2 separate regions of the Sus scrofa genome follow, and region 1 is linked to region 2. A link is a contact called in public promoter capture Hi-C data. All regions are on one chromosome and are shown on one strand. The core of a region is the stretch at or near the end of the contact, and the rest is flanking DNA. Distances in the headings are between cores, read along the strand shown.

Region 1 (4,493 bases), core at 1,453-3,952, 1.3 Mb before region 2:
CCCTCCCCCTTCACTCCCCCTCAGTCCGTATCCCGAGGGGAAAGCGGACCTGGGCCCAGGAGCCGGGGCTCCTCTTCGGGTCCCTCTCAGTCTAAGGGCTGGTGCAAGGGACGAGGGACAGCCGAGGTGCCTTCCCCCGTCTCATTTTTCTGTCTCCTACCCGCCACTCTTCCTCGCTCTCGGGACTCCAGTCCAGCCACGCTTGGGTCAAACCAAAAGCAAGACTGTCCACAAGCCCGAAGCAGGGACTCACCAGGGTGTCGGTGAGGCTTGTCAGTCCTTCTCCTGTAGGGGAATGGGGAGGAAAGGCCCCCTTGACTGTGAGGATTGTGGAGAATAGGAAGCCAAGGGGAAGGGAAGAAGGGAGGGACGCAAAGCAGCAGCACCAGGGTCCGAGTGGGTCAGATGGAGGTGGGGAGTGGGGTGGGGGAGGGAATGTTAAAACCAAAGCCAGCGGGACAACCAAAGAAGTGCGCGGGTCCGGGGCAACCCTTCCTCACCTCCAGCGGCCCCGGGGCTCTCTAGTCTCTTGGGTGTTAGTCCCGTGAGCTGTGCGGGTGATGGTCGCACCCCATTTGCCGCAGCCTCTCTCCCTGCTCTAAAAGCTGCCTAGTTCTGTTGGAGAGCAACCGTGAGGCGAGACAAGTCGGTCCAAAACGTTGAGCAATTCGGTCGCGGAGCCAAAAAGCCATTTCCCACACAGCGCAGCCCAGGGCTTTTCCAGGCGCGGCACAGGGCAATCCGGACCTAAGGGTCATTCACGCTCCCTCTCTAGCTCCGGTTTGCCTCTCACCCTTGGCGATCGAGTAAGTGGCTTGCTCTCCCAGGCGCTCTTTCTACACAACCTGAGGGTCTGGCAGGTCCGGGCGCTCTGGCTGTGGCGGAGACAGACAGCGGGCAGGCAGCCCAGCGCTTCCTCCACGGCTGAGACGCATGGCCAGGCCACCGGCAGCTCCTTCACACCTGGCCAGGTAGCGGAGATTCCTGGCCCCCTGAGGCGGCGGTACTCCGGTCGAGCCACACTCCCTCTCGGTCTGAGTTGGCCGAGACCCTTTCCGAACAGAACCGCTGATTCCAGTTGTTTCTGAGCCAAGGGGACACCGCCCGCTCCCCTGGCGCTGCCTGCCGAAGTTAATCTCACGTATAAAAGCCGATTTCCATGGGGATAGTCGGTGGAAGAAGGAGGGGCGCGATGAGACGGCTCTGAAGCGGGCAGAGAAGCCGGCACAGGGAGTGGAATAGATACAAGGGACCCTGAAGAGTGTGAAGCAGCGCAGGACGAGTGCGGGCAGCGATTGCCACGCGTCCCTGCGCGGAAAGTGCCACGCAAGGGGGGGGTGCAGGGCTCGGGTGCACCAGGAAAGTAACAAGGACAGTTCGCCTCCCACCTTCCTGTCTTACCTGGGAAACAAGTTTCTCCGTTCCGAGTTGTCCCTAACTTCCCCCACAAGAAGTTCTGCACTTTTTTTGGCGACCTTCCTTCTTTCCTTCCTGCGGCCAGGACTCGGCAGCAGCAGAGCCCTGGGCTGTGCAGGAACCGTTCCGCGGAGGAAGGGGGCGCGCAGAGATGGGTGGGGGTGGGGACCACTGCGCACAATGAGGGCCCCTTGGAGTGCAGTTCGAAATTCCTCAAACCCCAGTTGCTGGAATGCGAGGCGACGACGACTTCTTCACTCGGGGCCAAATGTGTTTGTCATTACTCCAGACCGCCTGCCTGCCTGCCGGCCCGCCCGCGCCGCCGTCGCCCCCGCGCTAGGGCGCACAACCCTAGCGCTCTGCGGGGCTGGCGCCCGTTCTCCCTCGCAGTTCACTGATCCTACCAAACCACTGGGGAGCTCCCCAAATCCGCGCCCCCTCTGCTTGTCTCGCAGTCGCCACGGTTGTGCTGAGTCTGGCCCAGGCTCACACCGGGCGCAGCGCCGTCCAGTAATTACGCGCTTTGGGTCGGCGCCATGTGCACCCGGCGGGCACCCAAGGTCCGGCCCTCTCCAGCCGAGCCCTTCACGCCTTCCTCCTCCTCAACCCCTTCCGCGCCTCACTCTGCGCTCTTTGCTCCCCACCTCCCTCGGTCCCCGAGCCGCTCTCCACACCACCGGCTGCAGCGTTGTCCCGCCAAACCGCGGGCGAGGAATGAAAATACTCATTAAAAACCTGTCGCCTTCCAGGACCCACTGCCAAGAAGAGGGCAAACACCTCTGCCCCTACTCCCAGCATTACTTGGTGCTCGTCCCAGTATACACGAATACCACCCCCAACCCCCAAAGAAACCTCAAAAATGTAAGCCTAAACAATTTCTTTGGAAGGCCAGAGAGTTGTTAGAAAAACAACTTTTGCTTTTAAAAATAGGTCTGGAAAATGTGTTTTGTTTTGTTTTGTTTTTAATCCCTAGACTTTCGAACTCTATGGTTATCTTCCCTCCAAGTGAAGTTTATTCAAAATAAATTACTCTCTGGACACACAATTGGAATTCGACTCCAATTTTTTTTTCCTCATCGCCCAAGGTTTGAGTGAAGTTATTCACTTCTAGCCCAAAGAGCCTGATCAGGGACTTCTCTTGGAAACAAAAAATTCTTTTTCTCCTCCCTTACCTTCTCCTCCTATGTCAATTCGCAATGAAAATCCTACACATGGAGCAAAAAGTATGTCCACGGCCTTCAGTTTTGTCCTGGAGTCCCCTTCTCTGTTTCTCTCCCTCTAGCTCCAACTGTAATGGGCTCAAAAGCCGCGTTTTGTAATTGATTCAATGTTATAGTCCATCCTTCTAAAACTAATCATTTGCTCTAAGTAAATAGCTGTCAGGAAATGAAGCCCCCCCCTCCCCTTGGCCTCTTCAAAATAAAAGTTTCTCTCGAACTCCGTGCGCTCAGAATCTTCCAGCCTCCAGATTGTGCCTTGGCTTTTCGCTTTTACTCAATCAGGGGGTCCAGCCCCAATCCCCAGACTTCGACAACAACTGGGGGGCGGGGAGAAGCAGACCAGATGGGGTGGGGTGGTGGAAGGGGGAGGTGTTGACGGTCTGCCGGGAAAGAGGTTCGTGAAAATACACACTGCCCATCATTTCCAGAATGAGTTTGCCTCCAGATTTGAGGGATATTTTCTTACGCTGCTATGTTGCTTTGTATTGCCTTCGAAAGGAAGAAAAAGTACACGTAAAATAGCAGTTAATGCTCAGAGAGAATATAAATCTGGAATCAAGAAGTGTCCCTTCTGGAGAAATTCCTAGCCCAACAATAAATGGGGCCATCAGGAGAGGTTTCCAAGCGGTTGTGTGATTTTGAACCTGGGGTCTTTCAGGGAAAGTGCCGTGCGGTTGCTAATCCTTTAATGGGATTAGGCAAACTGTTGAGTCTAATATGAAGATGATGGGTGTTTTGGGGGTTTGTGCGTGTGTGTGTGTGTGTGCGCGCGCGTGTGCGTGTGTGTGTTTAAACGGGTATGAAGGAGGGTACAAAGAGTCGAGGGTCTGCGTAGGTTTGGAACGTTCTCCGACAGAACGACCTTTACTCCCTCGGCGCACTTATCTTGTCATGTCTTTGTTTTCATGGTTATCTGGGCGAGGTTGTCCTGGCTTCTATCACGCACACAAAAAGGCTCAAGCTTGAGCGTTTGGAGAATCGTCTACAGCCAGCCTGCCACCTCTGCGTTCAAGGGGGGAGGGTGCAATTTGACTCCCCCAGCGCTCCCTCCTGCCTTGTGGGTAGGACGGTACCAATGCCCTAGGGTTGAGAGCAGAGCCCCAAATTATGGGGCGGGGAGCGAGGCAAGGGAAGGCACCGAGAGCGAGCGATCCTGCTCGCGAAGGAAAGGGGGCGCTGACGCTCCAGGAACCAGACCTGGATGGAGTGGGGCTTCCGAGCCGGGGCGGGGGGGAGGGGAACACACTCACCTTCCCCGCCTTCTCTAATTTTGAATTTTCTTGTTGGGTAAAGGGACTCATCCTTTATCTCTACTCCCCTGATCTCCCTCTTCCACCCACCCCCGCTTCTGAGAATGGCTAGGGCAGCCTGGTTCAGACTGGGACGTGAGACAGCCATCACCTCCCTCATCAGGAGGGTGAATAGCAGCCTTCGGGAATGGTCACAGAAAAGTACTGTAAGGGGTGCTGTGTTGAACTGGGACCGGTTCCTGGGGGGGTCAGGCTCGGGAAGACGGCATGAGGCTGGGCTTGGGGCCTCATACCCCCAGCCCTTCTGCTCAACCGCCTCTCGTGCATCTTCAGTCCGGGTGACTGCGCTGCTCACTATTACTTCCACATGTTCCTTCAGGAAATCATTGAAGGCGAATGTATGAACAGCCCCTTGTTCGGAATGCTAACAGGATACCGTAATGTTTGTAGATAACGAACGGGGGACTAAAGCCCCCCCCCCCAAATCCGATTGCGGAATAATATGGGAAAAGCGGCTGCCGACTTTAAGCTATTAATAAAGTCAGGCTGAGATCTAAGTTTTTATACCAAGTGCCCAAAAGGGTAGAAGGCGAGGCGAGCCTACCCA
Region 2 (4,300 bases), core at 630-3,129:
CATAAATTTTATATTTTAGTTATTAGATATAATGGCTTGGTGGGCAAATATTGTTAGTCAATGTACAGCCAACATTATCAATTGCAATAAAAGTGTGACATAACATAGCTGACTCTACATCAAAGCAGAGGGCTGTCATGCCTTATCTTGAGATGCTTTATATAGTGCATTTCAAATAATCCCCCAAAGGTACTTCATATGGTCTAAGGAATTAAGCAATTTGCTAACAGAGCATAGGTAGAAAGCTCTTAAGCCTCCCCAGTAGATATTCTTAATCGCAGGGATTGAAATCCTGTCCTCTCATTAATTCAGGAACTCTCCTTCTAAAATTTTACCATCAAGTTACTTTTCTTTGTGACGAGAAGAGAACTTTGGGTTTACAACTGCTCTCTTTTGGCCTTTGCTTTCAAAGGTCACCTCTGAAAGGCAGCCAGCAGTGAGGGCGAGGGGTGGGGTGGGGGTAGGAGCTGGCCATCTTTTTTTTTTTTTTTTTTTTTTTTATGACTTTTGCAGGAGTGTTTTGAAGGGAGAGGCTCTTGAGTACAAAGGGTGCTTCCAGCTGGGGTCCCTATAGTTAAAACATACCAAGGGGAATACTTTCAGGCACTTGATAAAATGATGAATGGGCTTGGAATGGAATGAGGCCAGATGGCAGTTATGGGGGTGGGGGGTGGAGTATGGGAGGGGGCAAGTGAAGTTGGAGGTGGCAGGATCCCGGGGCTCAGACTGTCACTCTGAAGGACCCTGCCCATAGTGACACACACACACACACACACACACATAAATGGGAACAGCAGTATTGGTGCAAGCTGACAGCATTTTCCTCAAACAAATTTATTTCCTCACCTGCATTTCTTTCATAGTCACCAATGAATCGTTTGGTGAGGAACCGGACGACCAGAGCTGCAGGTCAGAAAAGAGAAAGCAAAGAGGGTTAACCTTGGCCCAAGAAGTTAGGCTAGTCTCCACCCCACCCCCCAGCCTAAAAAACAATTCTCAGAGAAAGCCAGCCGGCCACCAAATGAAATTCCTACCCTGCAGCTCCTTGACCCTTCTTCCAGACACAACGGAGAGGGGGCTAAAGGCATCGTGAGTTATGGCCCTGTCCAGCTGGAAGGGTCATTTGGTCCCAACCCCCATCCCCTGAGCCCGGCCGAGCCCCACCTAAGCCTTCCCGCAGACAAACGTCTTTCCCAACCTTAAAGATCTCCAGGAGGGGATTAACATTCACTAACTCCCCTTTCTGTGCCAGGCTCTGCCAGAGGCTCAAGAACCCAAAAATTCGAATGCCGATCGTGCGGGTGGTATAGAGGGTTGTCTGGCCATTCAGGATCAATTTGTTTCCCTCATATGATTAAGGAAGGGGTTGGAAAGGACGATAGCTAAGGTCCCTCCCGAGGGGCAGCGGGTCAATAGGAGAGAGCGAGCGGTCCGGTGGCAGCTCCCTTCTCTCCACCACGCCTCGATTAACCGCGACTCCCAGCGGGGGCCGCCCACCTCCAGCGGGGGAGTTAAACGGGTTCTCGCCGGAGCGCGAGGACTCACCGGTCTTGCCCACGCCACTGGCCCCAACCACGGCGATCTTGACCAGGCGGCGGCCCGCCGCCCCTAAGCAGCAATCGGCGGCGGCTGCGCTGCCCGGGGCGGGGTACTCGGAGATGGTACACATGTTCTGAATAAGGCGCATCGCCGCTTCGGCGGGGACTGCACCGCGCGGGACCGGACCTGCGGGTCGGGAAGAGGCTCGCGCTACGAGGGAGCAGGCGGGAAGACAGAGCAGGGGAGTCCGCGATAAAAAGGTACCAGAACCCGCGCGTAATACGTCTCCGGAGGGCTCAGGTTCCAGGCTGGGACTGCACTCCGGCTGCGCGCGCGCCGTTTTGTCCGGGGCCGGCTCCGCCCCTTTCCTCCCGTGGCCAATCCCCGGGCGCCTTGCGCAAGGCCCCGCCCCCGGCGCCTCTCCCCGCGCGCGGCGCCCTTAGGGTCGCCAGGAGCCGGTGCCCGGCCTCGTGAGGCGAGGGGAAAATGGGGCAGCCGGCCCGGGAGGGGGGCAGCATGTGGGCTGGAGCCGGCGGCGCAGCCAAAGGCGGAGACGGGAGAGAAGCGCTGGGCGCAGGCTGGGGTCCTGCTGCGCCGGCACAGGGCAGATGCTGTGGCTTCGGAGTTGGGGGCGCCTCGGTTCCAGGAAACTGGGGGCGGCCGTGGGGGAGCTGCCTGTCCGCCAGTCTACCTGCCTGACCGCCCGGGAGAGCGCGGCCCGGGGCCCCCCATGAGCATTACCAGCCATCTGCACCCGCCTGGATGCCCAGCCCTCCCGCCTACTCCCTGCAGCCAGCAGACCTCTCTGCCCCGCGCCCTCCACCCTCAGGGGAGCTGCGCCCAGGGGGCTGGGGGGCCTCTAGGGTATGAGCGCTTGAGGTCGCCCGTCCTGCTCCCCGGCTTCGCGCCTGTTTCCTTAATTGGGGGCACTGACTTGGGTACGTGCGGCCAGGATGGCATGCCCAATTATAGATTTGACTGCAGTGGCCATCAGTAACAAAAACCCCTTACCCATTCCCCTGAAATGTGGCTTTGGGGGAAAATAACGTCACCCATTTTGCTCTAGCTCTTGTTGGCAAGGTGGCGGATCACTCACCCTTTGACAAGCTCACGTGAACACGCGTGCGGTCGAGTGCGTGTACGGCACACTCAGAGGCAAATCTAGAAGTAATTATGGAACAAGCTTTCTAGCAGCCTCACACACAGTCACACCTCCTCCAAGATCTGTGAAAAGGAAAGAAACAGCCCAGCTGTCTCTGTGTACTGACTGGATTGGGAAGCAGACATTCCAAAGGGTATGCACTTAGTCTCTGGCCATCAGGAATGGCAAGGTTGGTTAAGTGACTTGATGCCAACTTGCGCTCATAAAATCCCGAGCTCCAGCCCCTTACATTCTTACCAAAGACATCTTCAATAGTGGGCTGAATTCTCCATCCAAGCAACATTCTGTAGCCGAAACTGACTGCAGAATGTCACCAGACACTCAGGCTGACCCCCCCTCCATTCCCCCTCTTACTCTCCCTCCTGCCCACCCACCTAACTGGGTGGGCCCCTAAAGTTCCAGGGGCTTTTTTTTTTTTTTTTTGGCTTTTTGCTACTTCTTGGGCCGCTCCCGCGGCATATGGAGGTTCCCAGGCTAGGGGTTGAATCGGAGCTGCAGCCACCGGCCTACGCCAGAGCCACAGCAACTCGGGATCCAAGCCGCGTCTGCAATCTACACCACAGCTCACGACAATGCCGGATCGTTAACCCGCTGAGCAAGGGCAGGGACCGAACCCGCAACCTTCTGGTTCCTAGTCGGATTCGTTAACCACTGCGCCATGACGGGAACTCCTCCAGCGGCTTTTATCCCAGAGGCACATGACAACAAACGCTGTGGCATTGTGCCCACGCCCACATTAAAGGTTGAAGGGTAAAAGTAAACCAGTTCCCTTCTTCCCAGGTCAGGCATTTAGTTTGGACTCTCTTTTCTAGCCTTGACTTAACTGACCAGGTATTTAATAAAATTTACGATGCTGACCCAGTTTAGGCGCTGCGATGAACTCTCTGGCCTATCACAGTTTAGGTGTTTGCAGAAAACCAAGGAGGAAATAGAAGAGTAACCTCGGAGTTCCCGTCTTGGCTCAGTGGTTAACGAATCCAACTAGGAACCATGAGGTTGCGGGTTTGATCCCTGGCCTCGCTCAGTGGGTTAAGGATCTGGTGGTGCCATGAGCTGTGGGGTAGGTCACAGATTTGGCTCGGATCTGGCATTGCAGTGGCTGTGGCCTAGGCTGGTGGCTACAGCTCCAATTAGACCCCCTAGTCTGGGAACCTCCATATGCCAGCAGGTGGAGCCTGACAAAAGACCAAAAAAAAAAAAAAAAAAAAGGGAGTAATCTCAAATTGCCTAGGATAAGTGACTTAATTAGCAAGATATACAACCTTAATAATAAGCATAAGAAAAGGTTGACTTCTAGAGAATTCAGCCATTTGAGTCAGAAGGGAAAAGGGTGTATCCAAAATACCCTACATTTTCCTGCATTGGTTTAATTCCAAATTGAATTTCATAAAAATTGCGAAAATGCTCTGTTTCTTTGTTGCTATAAAATCAAACTATATTAAACAAGACGATAGGGACAGTAACCATGTACTTTTCAAACCCCTCCCCTCCAAAAAATGCCTATAATTCTATCATGCTTACATGGTAAAATAAGGATGTAGTCTCAAAGTTTTGCTTAACTGCATTTACACACACACACACATACACACCCTTGACAAA

The links. Promoter capture Hi-C pulls out the DNA fragments that hold promoters and counts their contacts.
Region 1: a contact with region 2 is called in a promoter capture Hi-C map of fetal skeletal muscle, with 6 times the contacts expected there. The contact joins the promoter of PDGFRA here to the promoter of RASL11B in region 2. A contact is called at or near these places in 1 of 5 promoter capture datasets (fetal skeletal muscle) and 1 of 47 Hi-C or Micro-C datasets (embryonic fibroblasts).

Annotation. Positions count from the first base shown.
Region 1 is chr8:40,964,777-40,969,269 of Sscrofa11.1, reverse strand. It overlaps PDGFRA (platelet-derived growth factor receptor alpha), which reads right to left and starts at 2,702. Exons shown (of 24, transcript NM_001315756.1): 1 at 2,589-2,702.
Region 2 is chr8:39,700,978-39,705,277 of Sscrofa11.1, reverse strand. It overlaps RASL11B (ras-like protein family member 11B), which reads right to left and starts at 1,879. Exons shown (of 4, transcript XM_003128970.4): 1 at 1,546-1,879; 2 at 847-903. The coding sequence starts at 1,687.